Linked DNA regions of Triticum aestivum: region 2 is linked to region 1. The links are chromatin contacts, called in public Hi-C maps. All regions are on one chromosome and are shown on one strand. Each heading gives the region's core, a stretch centred on a gene start, on an enhancer-like site or on the middle of the called end of the contact. The rest is flanking DNA. Distances are from core to core; before and after follow the strand shown.

Evidence for each region. A called contact is a pair of places that touch in the nucleus more often than the background predicts.
Region 2: a Hi-C map of leaf shows a contact between it and region 1, with 4 times the contacts expected there. The contact joins the promoter of LOC100415889 here to the enhancer-like site in region 1. A contact is called at or near these places in 2 of 5 Hi-C or Micro-C datasets (leaf and an unstated tissue) and 1 of 1 datasets of contacts at active chromatin or transcription factors (leaf).

Annotation. Positions count from the first base shown.
Region 1 is chr3A:631,626,057-631,633,307 of IWGSC CS RefSeq v2.1, reverse strand. No RefSeq gene overlaps it. Among protein-coding and RNA genes, the nearest start is that of LOC123062743, 41 kb to the right of the region's middle. Within about 2 kb of position 4,192, at least 8 of the 8 cell types and tissues checked have an H3K27ac peak or open chromatin away from gene starts, as enhancers often do. A contact at or near this core is called in leaf, where this site is marked.
Region 2 is chr3A:631,857,746-631,864,671 of IWGSC CS RefSeq v2.1, reverse strand. It overlaps LOC100415889 (serine/threonine-protein kinase SAPK4), which reads right to left and starts at 3,249. Exons shown (of 9, transcript XM_044486392.1): 1 at 2,828-3,249; 2 at 2,611-2,685; 3 at 2,025-2,126; 4 at 1,889-1,942; 5 at 1,568-1,660; 6 at 1,389-1,481. The coding sequence starts at 2,947.

The DNA.
Region 1 (7,251 bases), core at 2,943-5,442:
TAGGTAGTACAAAAGAATTCATGGAAAAAAAAAGATACATCTTATTTTGTGGGGTAAAAGGAGTTTTATCCCGAAATTATAGAGTTACAACGACAAATCCCCAATACATGGGGTCCTTACATACATGCAAGAATATACGTAGACATTACTTATATGAAGAGAAACATACATATTCATCCACGATGTAAGCCTTCATCATATGAAATGTGCAGCTGATTGGCCAGGTGAAACTGTATCATTAAATTTGTAATATAGTGTATTCTCAGGGGAGCTTGTAATATGGCCACTTTCACAATTCCGTGATTTGAATTTTTAAAAGAAAGCAAACCAGAATGATGGGAAGCCGAAGGCCAATAAGACAATAAGAGCATCTACAACTGGGCACCCCAAACCTGCCTCAGACACCAGGCGGACGGCCCGGTCATTGGCCGGTCATGAAAATGCGACCTAGACGGACTGCTTAAACGGACCTCAAACGCCCGGACTGACCGACAAACCTCATATCCAGTACAAATATGGGGCGGATATGGGGCTTCCGAACACGTTCGCCACGTCGGACTAACGATGGGGTCGCACGTAGAATCGCCCGAAAATCCGGTGGTCCGATGAACGTCTCCTCCGGACTCGCCGAAGCCGGAGGAGGAGGGGAAGAGGAGTAGCAGCCGGCTCCGATGAAGGTGGCGGATCCAGAGGAGGACGAGGTGGAGCGGCCAGAGCAGGAGCTAGCGCCGGCTCCGGGCTTCAACATGGAGGACGCCCAGAGTTTGTGGTCCCCGAGCGGCCGAGATGGCGAAGCAGCATGCCATACTGGAGTCCATCCAGGATGAGGCCTATGTGGAGGCTAACCGGCAGTTCATCCTGTGGGAACAAGTGATGACCGGCGCGTTTTTCGACGAACTCGACGCGAAGATGGAGGCGGAGGGCGGCCAGAGCAGCTGGAGAAGCCGCAGTTGCGACTGCCGCCCATGTACCCGGAGCCGGGCACGGAGATAATGGACATCTCTAACAAGAATTAGGGTAGTATAAGTTATATGATCTACGTAGTACGTGGATTTCATCGTTCGCGTGCTTTTTCATAAATTTAAGGTTTTTAGTATAGGGTATTTGGATACAGATGAGCAAATTTGAGACCTCATCGATCACTGTTCGCGGATGTGTCTTTTTTTTAACACAGTACAGATGCAAGCGCCCATATACATGCGCATATACTCACCCTTATGAACGCACACACGCACACCCTACCCCTATGAGTACCTCCGAGAGGCTGAGCTGGCATATCATCTTCAAATTTACGAAGTCACCGTAGGCACCTCATCATCGACGGAAACGTCTGCTCCCACTAAACGCGCATCGCCGGAAATCCTGAAATAAATCCAGAAATAAATACGAGCATCAGGACTTGAACCATAATGGGCTGGGAATACCACTGTCCCTCTAACCATCCGATCACAGGTTGGATCGCCGTGGACGTGTCTTTGAAGGGTTGGATTTGTTGTTCGCGACTGTAGATGCTCTAACATTCGCTAACCAATAAGCATAGAGTGCAAGGGAAGATAAAATGATTCTTGAACGAGTAATTCTGTGTCATAAGTCCCCAATGCAAACTTTGGGACACAAAATGGTGTTCAGTCCATGCTCATATAAAATGGAGCAGCAAAAGTCAGATTAGTAGAACTATCACGTTGTTTTGGTGCTCGGGTGCATATGCAATCGCATAAACAGTAAATTAAGGAAAGGGGCATAAACTAAAGAAAAATATACATCACGTAGAAGCTCTGTACCATTTAAAAAAAATGTTTGGTAGGAGTTCTGCTGCTTTCCATTTGAAAAGCAGCAGAAAAATCACGTGTCGGACGCACAGCGGCACGACGAGTATAAATCAACCGCGAGGTGCTTTTCACCGTAAAGCAAGACACAACCCAACCCGACCCCGCCGTGCATTCACCTGGCCGACACCGCCGTGCCCTGTGCGTGCACCACGCAGACGCCTCACAGTTCACACCAGCGACGCGATGACACTCGTCGTCGGCACGCACTCGTACGTAGCAAACGTCGCGCGCTTGGCCGGTGGAGGACCCCAACCGCGACCAGCGGGCGCGGGCGAGTGCCACTGTGCCGTACGTACGGGCCAGCAGTTAAGTTGCTGTTTATTTATACGGGTGGTTAGAGCTAGACTGCACAACTCGATCACCGCGACGGTGCAGAGGCGGGAGGAAAAGGGGCGAGAGCGACCCGCCGGCGGCCGGCCGACTCCGGGGAGCTCGCGACGGGTGGACCGGGAGCGCCCACGGCGGCGACCGGGCAAGATCGACCGCCCGCTGTCGCGCGGAAGGTGGCCCCCGTCTCGTCGCCTGTTACTGCATGGGTCAATTCTCTTCTTTTTAACGAAGCTGGTCGGAGCACTGGCGCCGTGGCCGCTCCACGCGTCGCCTCCGTCGTGTTGCCTAACCGAACGCAGCGCAGGCGCAGCACGGTCTTCTCTGATCTGACCGGCGGTTCGAACCATCTCAAGGCGAGAAATCTTTCAAGTCCGAACCGAAGAACATATGCGGCGGGTGCAATGCAACGCGAGGAGACGGTGAACTGTGGCGGTAATTAGAGGAGCCAACAGGATAGGGATTTGATTCGTTGGTGCGAGGATACGATCCGGCTCGGAGACTCCGGGGTCCAGCCTAATAATCCGGCTACAGAGAACGGGGCAGAACCAGGGACAGAGATTCACATCAGAGATCAGATCAAGCCATGCCGCCATAGGTTTTGTCTTCCTTTCTTCTTCTCAAGCAAGCGGGAAACAAGTGCATGTGGCGCCGTATCCTGCCTCTGGCCTAGCCCACTGTTTCGCACGAACACAAATCAGCAGTGCTGGCCCTAGACCCTAGTGCACGAAGAAGATCGGCGCCATGCACGCGGCCTGCCCTTCACAAGCGTGACAGTTCTCACCATTTTTTTTCGGGGTTGCTATGCATAAGTATTTTTTACGTTCAAATTGCGTGTCCTTTTTATCCGCCCAGCCGTCGGCTGAAGTCAAGAAATTATTAGCCTATAATAAGCAACGGTTTAGTGGTTGCCGCGACATACGACCGTGACGTGACGACGCATAAATATCTACTTACACTACTGTTTTTCCACGGAAATATCTACTAACTCTGATGTAGATGTTGAGTAGGAGTATCTAGCAAGTTGGCACCGCAGTTAAGGATACCGGTGACTGGCCGGTCTAATTTTTTTAAAAATGCTAGTGGTAAATTAATCTTGTGCTGAGTTTCGAACCCGGCTACGTGTGCGTGTACGAGTGTATGGTGAGGAAATTGTAAATAATCTGGGCAGCGTTTTCTTCGGGGTGAAGCTAGCTACTCGCTCCATGCCACATGTACGTACGTAGGCCATGTGCCACGGTAGAAACGACAAGGCGTGACGACGAGATCGAGCCCGGGCCTTCCGACCTATCCGCGTGGCACTCCGAGCCGCCCACGTGGCTGCCGGCCCACGGTGCACGAGCAGGTGCATGGGTGGATTGACGTGGCTAGTTGGCCACACTGTCTCTTGTCCGGCTGGCTACGTGGATTTTGGCAGCCAGCCAAGGCAAAGGCACCTGCCACCTGCACGTACCTACGCAGCGGTCACGCTGCACGCCAAGATGCAGAGCCCGGTGGAGGGCGCATGACATGTGATCCTCGACAGAATACACCAAAATATAGTTTTTATAAACCAAAGATGGCACGATCCGGTGCGGTTAATTCGTACTACATTTTTTCTTCTTTGAGAGAGAATGTGTCCTACTAGAAATACGTAGCTCTACCCCTCAAAAAAGAAAAGAAATACGTAGCTTTGCGTGCACGTGTCGAGTAGTACACTGTGCCGGCGTACGTCGTCTCCTCATTAATGTAGTAAATTCTTGACAAGGTCACGAGTAGAGTACCACGCTCTACGGTAAGAAAAAGAACCCACACAGAAGCGTACGCGTTCACGCAGAGAAGTACGTATATCCGATGGGGACATGCATTTCTCCATGTCAAATCACAGTTTGTCCCAGTCAAATCACAGTTAATAGTACATACAGCACTCCAACTTTGTTTAGCCTCCTGATGAAAGCGCACCGCCGTTAATTAATCCAGGAGCTTCTGTGTACGTGTGCTACCGCGAAGACACCTCTGGGGATCAATTAATGCGCCATATCCCTGTGGGGCCGGCCAGGCCATTCATTCGTCGTTGCGGCCATGTGAGGCATGGCCCACAGCACACACCTCACATACGAACAGTACGATTATGATGGAGCAACGGCAGCTTAAGAGATTCCGTTAATGGATAGCTTGAGCATGAGGTCCACTAATTCCTCACCTTAAACTGTGCGATTAAGTAACTAATAATCTGCTAATGATCGTATTCACGATCGAAGCCGTGGTACCTCGGCAACGATCCAGCGTATGCAGGACCGCAACATATACCAGCACCAAACTAAGCATCACATCGGAGATGCATAAGCTGTACTCTTTTTTTTGTACTCAATACGTAAGGTATACGTATGTACCACCCCATAAAACAACCAGTTCCTTAACCACCCTGATGGAAAAGAAGCTACATCTAATCTAGTAGTACTACAACTATCTAGCTACTCCCTCCGTTACACTAGTGTAGGGTAAAAAAAATGCTCTTATATTATGGGACGGAGGGAGTAGCTTGCTTGCGAAGTTGCAGCAGTGGCCCCTCGAAAGCCAACCAACACCCAAGGGCGGAGCCAGGGGGACGAGCAGAGGCCTGCCCACCCCCAATTCCCCCAACGATCGACAATTTTAGTAGGAGCGACGAGTAATTACCAACAAGATTAGATCAATACATACTCGGCCGCCCTATACTCGAATCCTGGCTCCGCCACTGCCAACACCTAAAAAACCGTTGAGCTGATATCATATATACACTATTATTATTATTATTATTATTATTATTATTATTATTATTATTATTATTATTATTATTATTATTATTATTCTTTTGCTTTAGTTGATTTGTATATTTCTTATAGTTCTTATAGTGCTAGTCTGTCATTCTCTTTGGCTACCTGGCATGTCATGCCTCTTGGGCTCGAGAATCATCATCGTCGGGCAGACGTTAGCTTAGATTTGGGATTATTGTTCCTTTTCTGGTTGTACCCATAGATCAAGATAGCATATCTTATATTGTATATAATGTCTTTTCAACTAGTCCAGCTGATGCATGAAATGATTCATCAGGGGCCCTACAAAGGCCACCTTTTAGTTGGGGCCTATATATTATCAGCGCTGTATGAGTTATGGGATCTCAATTATTGGTTCCTTATATACTATTATATATTTGCATTCTGCCTGTGACAATATATCTGTTAATTTTCGCGTGGCTGTTTTCTCTTTTATTTTATTTTTAGTAACGTTTCATTTTAGTTTTTTAAGGTGACATTTAATTTTAGTTCGGTGCAACAAACTTTGGCAGCTCGAGATGGATCCTCCGCGCCAGTGGGCTTGCACTCAGCGTATATGGCCAGGCCCGCATTTGACGGAATAATGCTACACCTACAAACGAGTTACAAGCTTTTACAAAAAAAGTTAATTTGATTGGTCAATAGATGGCGAGGCGGCCCACCTCCTGAAAATGGGGGGGGGGGAGGGGGGAGGGTGTGGAGGGCAAGTTTATAATTGGTTAGTAGATAGAAAAAAAATTTAATCAGCGTGTAATTGCGTGTAACTCTTTATATGTTTAGCATTATTGCGCTTGATGTGTGTGTGCGTGCCGTGCCGTGGCGAGAAGCCGGAAAGGCGCCGTGTTCCGTAGTTTTCCGTTCCATCGGCAAAAGCCGAAAGCACTGAAGGGGCCCAAAATGGCCGAAGACTGGGAATGAATTTCCTTCCGGTGGCTGTTCCGCAGGAGACTTTCTATAGGACGCAATCTGCATCAAACAGAAGCTCGACGCACACGGGCGACGCACGACTGGGCCGGCCCAGTGATGCGAAAGCCACTTATGTTTCCTGTATCGCACGTGACCTAAAAAACCCCTAAAAAGCACTATAAAATCAGACAGTAGGGTTGACATTTTAGAAAAACATTTTAGAAACATTTCTTGAAAATTTCAAACAATCCGAATGCTGCAGATATTTTCTGATATTCTAAGTTTTTTAAATAAAAAAATGTGAACGATTTTTGTAACCCAAATTTAGAAGAAACACGGACATTTTTTGTAAAACCTACTCCCTCCTTCCATCTATATAGGGCCTAATGCGTTTTTCGAGGCTAACTTTGACCAAATGTTAGAGCAATAATATATGACATGCAACTTACACAAAGTACATCATCAAATTCGTATGTGAAAGGAGCTTTCAATGATATAATTTTCACATTATGCATGTCATGTAGTATTAATTTTATCAATAGTCAAAGGCGGTCTTGAAAAACGCATTAGGCCCTATATAGATGGAAGGAGGGAGTAACAATTTTCTAAAACTTGAAATTTTTCTGATATTGTGATTTTTTTAAAACAAGAAACATTTTCTGAAATTCTTGAACATTTTTTGAAACATGAACATTTTTCTGAAAATGTCAGATCATATTTTGAAATCCCTGTGTATTTTATGAAACATAGACATTTTACGAATGACATTCTGAACAAATTTTTGATAAAGAGAACATTTTTTGTCAAAACATGAACATAACAAAGATTTGAGAATGAGAACATTTTTTTGAAATTAATGAACATTTTTTGAAATTATGAACAAAATTTAAAACAAGAAGATTTTTTGAAATTCGTGAAATACTTTTTGAAACACGAGCATTTTTTAAATTGTGAATAAAATTTGAAAACAGGAACATTTTATGAAATTCCTGAACATTTTTTGAAATTGAGAGCAAATTTTGAAAACCAGACCATGTTATAAAATTCCGAATAAAATTTTGAAATTCTCAAACAAAAGAAACATAAAAGAGAAAGAAAAGAAAACAAAAAAAGGAAAGGACAGTTTTAAACAAAAATAAAAAGAAATAGAAAAAAAGAAACAAAGAGGGAAATAGAGAAACCGATTCAGGAACCTCCTAGAAGGTTCCTAAAACCAGTAAAAACTAGGTGGGAAGAAGATTCCCGAAACCAGATTCGCACATACGTTTGAACGGGCCGGCCCATCCGAATGCTCGTCGATCTGCCCCTGTGCGTCGCGTCGACTACTTGCCGCAACGAGCGGAAAATAGGAATTTCCATGCCGTAGATCCAACCTCGAAGAAAGAAGTCTATTT
Region 2 (6,926 bases), core at 2,000-4,499, 230 kb before region 1:
ACTTCTGTTCTGTTGTTGCATTATTCATTTAGCCTAAAGGTTCTTCCTTGCGTTGTTGAAGTTTCAGTGTGCTAGCATACTGAACTTACAAATTAACCACAAGGACCATCGCCTTGATCAGCAAAACCAACTTATAAATTATACTAGCCCCGGTAGCCATGAATAATGATTAAAGCAAAATAACTGGCTTCATTTGATGGAGCATAGTCACGTGTATGAATCCACCCACCACTCCCACAGTCGCTGGGTCGATCAGGGAAGCACCAACATGGCAAAAACTAAGTGAAACAGGCATGCCAATGCTACAGTTCTCCATTCCCGTGAAAAGCTATGGAATACAGCCCAACATTTGCATAATATATGCCAATACAGTGCATCTTTGTATCAAGGAAGCCATGACATCACATTTCCTACAATGTGGACAGGAATTAGACATCCTTGCATGCATTTACCATGCTCCAAAATTTAGACTTCATAAAATACAATGGATTCAATAGAAGCAAACAGCAAGGCAGGAAAGTAGGCTGCAGAAAATTTGCCACGATAGGGGCCGAGCTGGACTTACTTCTGTTACCAGGCAAACCTACCTACCTATTTGCGATAAAATGATTTGAACAAGAAACTAGAATCCAAAAACTCCATGAATAGTTAAAAAGGTGAATCATATCTAGAAACATGTAGAATCTAGAGGATAAGAACCTATTTTGTGGATGGATGGTCTGCATTCACCAAATAGCCCACTCCACTTTTCCGATGTCAACATCCTTTATTGTACATCTTACCTCGACAAACCAAACAGAAGATGTTGCAGCACCTCATGCTGACAATGACTCCTCATCAAACAGAAGCTTGCCAAGAGAATTTCAGATAATCTGTTTGTCCAATATTCGTGGTATTTTTAAATATAATATAATGTATTGCCCATCACAATTTAATAAATAAAGCCAAATATCAGGTATTTCCTAAAATCTTTTCCCTGCTTTTAGATAATGCAAGCTTTTGGAAGGTACTCCTTTAGCCTTGGGGTGCCCGTCATTCAACCGGCCTTTTGATTAAATTGAGGGGCCAAGCATATGTAACGTCACAATCATGACGCAAGTGCATCCACTAAATGGTTTCAATGGAGAAGTTTAAATAGTGTCAAGGCACCGACTATTTAACCAATCAGGAAGGCTTGGCAGAATGCCCAAATACTCGTAATTTCAGTGAAATCATGAGTAAAACTTGCATACTATATTTCTCATGTGAAAACCACAAGATGAAAGAGATATTTGCACATACAATGCCTAGAAAAGAGGTTTGTTCTAATGACCTAACAGATTATCTTGCAAAGGACTAACAGAAACCAGATAAGGTAAATGTAAAACAATAAAAAAATACAAACTCACCTTTCCATCATACTCACGGCAGGATAGCACCTCTGGTGCAATATATGCTGGCGTCCCCACTGCTGATTTGGGCCTTGAATGCAATACTGATGACTGATCCAGAAATGGGAAGAACAGTTTCTGTGAGAATTTACAGACATCGATAACTTGAAGGTTCAATATGTGGGTTCAGGGACAACCTTGGAGTAGCCGAAATCGCATATTTTGAGCCGTGGAGCTGCACTGCCATCCAAGAGAACGTTCTCCAGCTTCAAATCTCTATGGCATATTTGCTGGTATATGACAAGATTGTCCCGAGAATCAAGTTAATAGAAATACAGTACACTAGATCTTGGCTCATACATAAGACTGCAGAAGATTAACAGTGAAACCAGCCGTGAAACATAAAAGAAACTTGAAAGGTGAAACACTAGGCACACTAGTCATTTGTGATTCAGGAAAGTGGGCTGCTGATTTGAATGTAAATTATTATAACAATACTCTTGCTTGCGTGTTCGTACCATGTGATGGCAGTAGCTCACACCACAGATCAACTGCTGAAAGAAATACCTTGCCTGCGTGAAGCAAAACCAGATTAAGTATTGCTCTTCCACCCAAATCCATAAGATTATAAAATTGAGGAATAAATCACGAGACCTCATCCTCACTGAAGCGCCCACGATCACAGATTCGCTCAAACAGCTCCCCACCTGCTGCGAACTCCATGACAATCATAAGATTTGTTGGCGTCAGTACCACCTGGAGAATTTCCCCCCAGAACAACTAATTAAAATCATGTGTGTGGACGCGTGGTTGTGATAAGGAACAAGTAAATAAAGCTAAAAGCACAATCTGATTCCTTCTTCCATCAAAAGTTTGTGCTATTGCAATGCAAACAGAAAGATATGCCTTTATGTTTCAGGTGAATAATTGCCACGGAGAAGGTGCCTCTCGGCGACATGCATCTGTAACATGAGAATCCACGCCCAAACCACACAAATATACAAGGGGCTTGTGTAAAGCGAAATCAGGAAAGGGGGAAAAGGAAGGGAGGTATCAAACATTAGGTAGCAATCGAAGATTCCTCACCACATGCAGTTAGGAGAATTTTTTACAGGAAAAAAAAATCACCCGCGCCATTCCTACCCCGTGAACACCAAACGATTTGCGTTCGGAAACGCGAAAATTTTGTTTTAAAAAACAGAGAGAGAATTGGCCCGTGTGGACGAATTTTTGCACGAACCTCCTTGAAGCGGATGATGTTGGGGTGGCGCAGCGAGCGGTGGTTGATGATCTCCCTGTAGACATTCTCGTCAATCTGCAGGGCACAGATCCCCAAAACGGTAATTAATCCTCCTCCCGCCGGACAAGCAAGCCAGCCAGCCCAATTACTCCTCCTTGTATGTAGCACAAAAATAAATAAACGGAGAGGACGGGGGGAGGAAGACAAGCGAACGAACCCGGTGGCCGCGCTCGATGCACTTGACGGCGACGAGCTCGCGGGTCTCGCGGTTGCGCATCAGCCGCGCCACCCCGAAGTTGCCCGACCCGATGTCCCGCACCGCCTCGTACTTCTCCATCCCCTCCCTCCCTCCCTCCGCCCCCCGCGCGTCGCCGGCCGCGCCCCCGTGCCCCTGCCCCTCGGCCTCGCCTCCCTCACGCGCACGATCCCCGTGGGACCCACGACGGCTTGCCTGCCGGCCGGAGCCGCGGACGGAACGGAGGGCACGGCGGCGGCGGAAGGGCGCGAGGCGAGGCTGCGGAAGGGTGCGGTGCGGTGGGGGCTCGCGCCGTGCCTCGTTCGTTGGGTCGGTAGGTTGGCTCTGGGCCGTGCCGCGGGTTGCGTCTGCGGTGGCGCGTGTGTGGGGGCGGTGCGTGGGCGTGTGTCGCGGGGAGGATTATATACCCAGGGGGGGAGGGGCGCGGCCAGCGAGGTGGAGGAGGAGCCAGGCGGGAGGGGGGGTGGGGAGGTGGAGTGGGCGGAGGGGCTGCCCGGTGGGCCACGCCGTCGGCGGGTCCGCGTCACGCAGCGTGGCGCGCGGACCCCGCCTGCCTGCCGCCTGGCTGGATTCGTTTCGATGCGTCCAAAATGGCTCGCTACTGCTGGAGCTTTGCGCTGTTTGATCGGCGGAAAAATATCCCGGAGGGGGAAAAACGGGAAAACATCCATTTGGTATCCTGCTGCTATGAATACCTGTTTCCATCGAAGGAATGATCCCACTGGGTATAATTAATGCTGTACTAATCAGATCACAGCGTCGCATGTCGGCTTTACTTTATCGTATCTTTTTCTTTTTTGAAATTCACTTTGTCGTATCTTTGTGTTATCTTAGCCGGCTGATTTTGTGAACTAGGTAGTGGAGTAATATTGTGGTTGTAGGGGGAAGAGGATGATCATGTGCTTCCAGCCCTGGAGCCCGTGGGTCGTTGGATCATGGATCCAACGGTAGGAAGAGCTCATCCAAACTTTCAAGAAAACCCCTCAAGGAGTCCTGTAGTTTTGTGTAATTTTGCCGAGGTCCAAAGACTTCAAAGCTAACCACTAAAGAATGACATCAAGTGAGGCATTACATGTTCGTAGCTGGCATCCCAAATTCACGGGCATAGTGTTGAATAGCTTTGAAATCTGATAACACTTAACACCATTAGCTCATCACATAACCATGGTTATGTAAGCTCTCATTTTCGTTCTTCTCTTTTATCTCTCCCTTGTCCCTTTTCTCGTCGAGAGTCCCCAACGTTCTACCCCGACTCCTCTCCCCTTCTCCTCAGTCGTTGTCGCCAACATGAGTGGGAAAGGGAGGGGAGCTCGAGTAGACTCTTTACATAGTAAACTGGGGTAGTAGTAGTCAACTTAAGGACATGTGGCTTTGTGCTTGTTTGAAGTTCTCCAATGTACCATGCAGATGGTGTATGATGGTTGTCATGCTTTTCCCCTAATTGTTTTCTATGGAGGAAGCTAGCAGTTGATGGTAGACCTAATGAGTGCTCCCTCGATAAGCCTGACAATGGGCCAAATCGGACCAGCGTAGATGTCCATTCCCTCACCTTGAGCAGTCGCGGGGTTAGTAAAAAGTTGGGTGTGAATCTGTCATCAGCTTTCCCTGGTCTGGCGCTCGGAGGGGAAGGCTGGTATCGATGATCTCTTGCTTTTCTTATTGCACGGGAAGACCTCTGCCGTGGATCTAAGGACAAAAAACTCTCCAATATGCCTCTTGGAAGGCATGGATGGATCGTCGACCGCTCGTCGACTTCTCTTATTGCATGTGCCTTCATCTGCAACCTCCAATGGGAGGCCCTTGTTCCCTTGTTGTCTCTAAGCAAGGCAACGGTAAGGGGCGTTGGCCAAAGTGTCTCCAACGAGGTTAACATCTACTCAAGGACTGGTTTGCTTTATATGTTTCCTATAACGGGTGCTTATCGAAAAGTTCAAGGACTTGGGTAAATTTATTTTCCTTAGGTTCCTTCAACTGTTGCGTTAATTCTAATTTTGAAATACACACAAATTATTTGACTCACCCATTAGTTAAGCAAGAAAATACTTGCCTGAATAATTAGTGAAAATTGAGCGAAATCCATTACAAACTTGACCATAAAATACCAACAAGCAACAACCGTACAATGCATGCAGACTAGTGCCAAACACCAAAGTCCAACGACCACTACAACAGTCAACAAAAGCATGCAAGCCGCTACTTCTGTAAACCATCGACACGTGGGTCACTACACCACAAAGGAACCTCAATCGGCTGGCTACAGCTTGAGGATAACACATCGAAAAACTAATAGACACCACCAAATCCATGTTGACAACCCCAAAAATGGGAACCATGCATTATGTAACAAAAGACACCTCCCCGTTAGCGTCACCCATATATTTTTGCTCCTAATTGTTTTCTATTTTTTGGATGCCTAATCGAGAGCTAGCGCCATCCTTTTTGCTTTTGCTCCTATTTGGTTTCTCATTTTGGATGTTGAAATACCGGATCGGGGTTAGAGCCACCCTTCTCGCTTATTGTTTTCTCCTTCACGATGCAGTCAATTATCTTGCCTAGTTAAGGGTTAGCAGCAGGCAACCTGCCAAGGAAATGACAATTTTTTTAAAGATATGGCTTCCAATAGCAAGCACCAACATACCATTTGCATCAACCACATAAACCACCTACACAATGGACTTGGGCGAATGAATGTTAGTAAAGTCAAAACTACCACTTTCCTCATTGGCGGACGCCTTGCAGGGGCATCAAGAGGGGGAGCACTATGGGCGTCATAATTATAGTTGAGACCCCAAGTGAGACCACCTTCCACCACACAATTGATATTGGTGAAACAAGCTGACCACACAACTCCAACAGGTTGGGCATTATCTTGAGCACCAAAGCCATGACCCCGACCATGGGCTCTCCCTCAACGAGTTTCGTAATTTTTCTCAGGTCCAGAGACTTCAAAGATAACCGTGAAAGAAACATGAAATGAGGCATTACATGATTATAGCAGACATCCCAAATTCATAGGCATGGTGTTGAATAATTTTAAAATAAGATAAAACTTAACACCATTAGTTAATCACATAATCATGGTTCCGTAAGATCTCATTTCTTTTATCCTCTTTATCTCTCCCTAATTCCCTTTCTCGTTGAGAGGCACGAACGCTCTCCCGACCCATCTCCCCTTTTCGTCTGTCATTGTCGTCAATCAGGGTGGAAGGGGAATGGGAGCTCGAGGAGCCTATGTACATAGTAGATATATGATAATACTTGCCTTAAGGGCATGCCGCTTTGTGCTTGTCCGTGGTTCTTCATTGCCATGCATATAGTGCTTGATGGTTGTTGTGCTCTTCCCCTATGGAGGAAGCTAGAAGTTGGTTGGTAGATTCTATGATTCCTCCCTCAGTAAGCTTGGCAGTGTGCCAAATCTGCCGACGAAGATCTCCATCCCCTCTTCCCGAGCCATCGTGGGGGCAATAAAAGAATTGGGGGTGAATTTGTCTTCAATTTCCTTTGATGTGGCGCTCTGGGGGGGGCATCAATGATCTTATTGCGCAGGAAGACCTCCACCACCTAGGTTGTGGATCTAAAAACACTCTATGATGTGCCTCTAGTGAGGCATGGGTGGATCGCCGACCACCCATCGACCTTGTCATTAGCCCTGTATGCCTTCATCTGCACCCTCCATGGGAGGCACTTATTCCCTTGTTGTGTCAAAGCAAGGAGGTGGCAGGGGACGCTGGCCAAAGTATCTCCAACAAGGCCAGCATCTACGAAGGACTGGATTTCTTTCTATGTTTCCTATATCTCGCAATGTTGCATGACCTGGCTAATTTTATTTTCCTTGGGTTTGATACGTATCCAACGTATCTATAATTTTTGATTGTTCCATGCTGTTATATTATCATTCTTAGATGTTTTACAATCATTTTATATCAACTTTATATCATTTTTTGGAACTAACCTTGACATAGTGCCCAGTACTAGTTGTTGTTTTTTGCTTGTTTTGTACTTCGCAGAATATCAGTACCAAACGGAGCGAAACTTTTTGAAGAATTTTTTTGGACCAGAA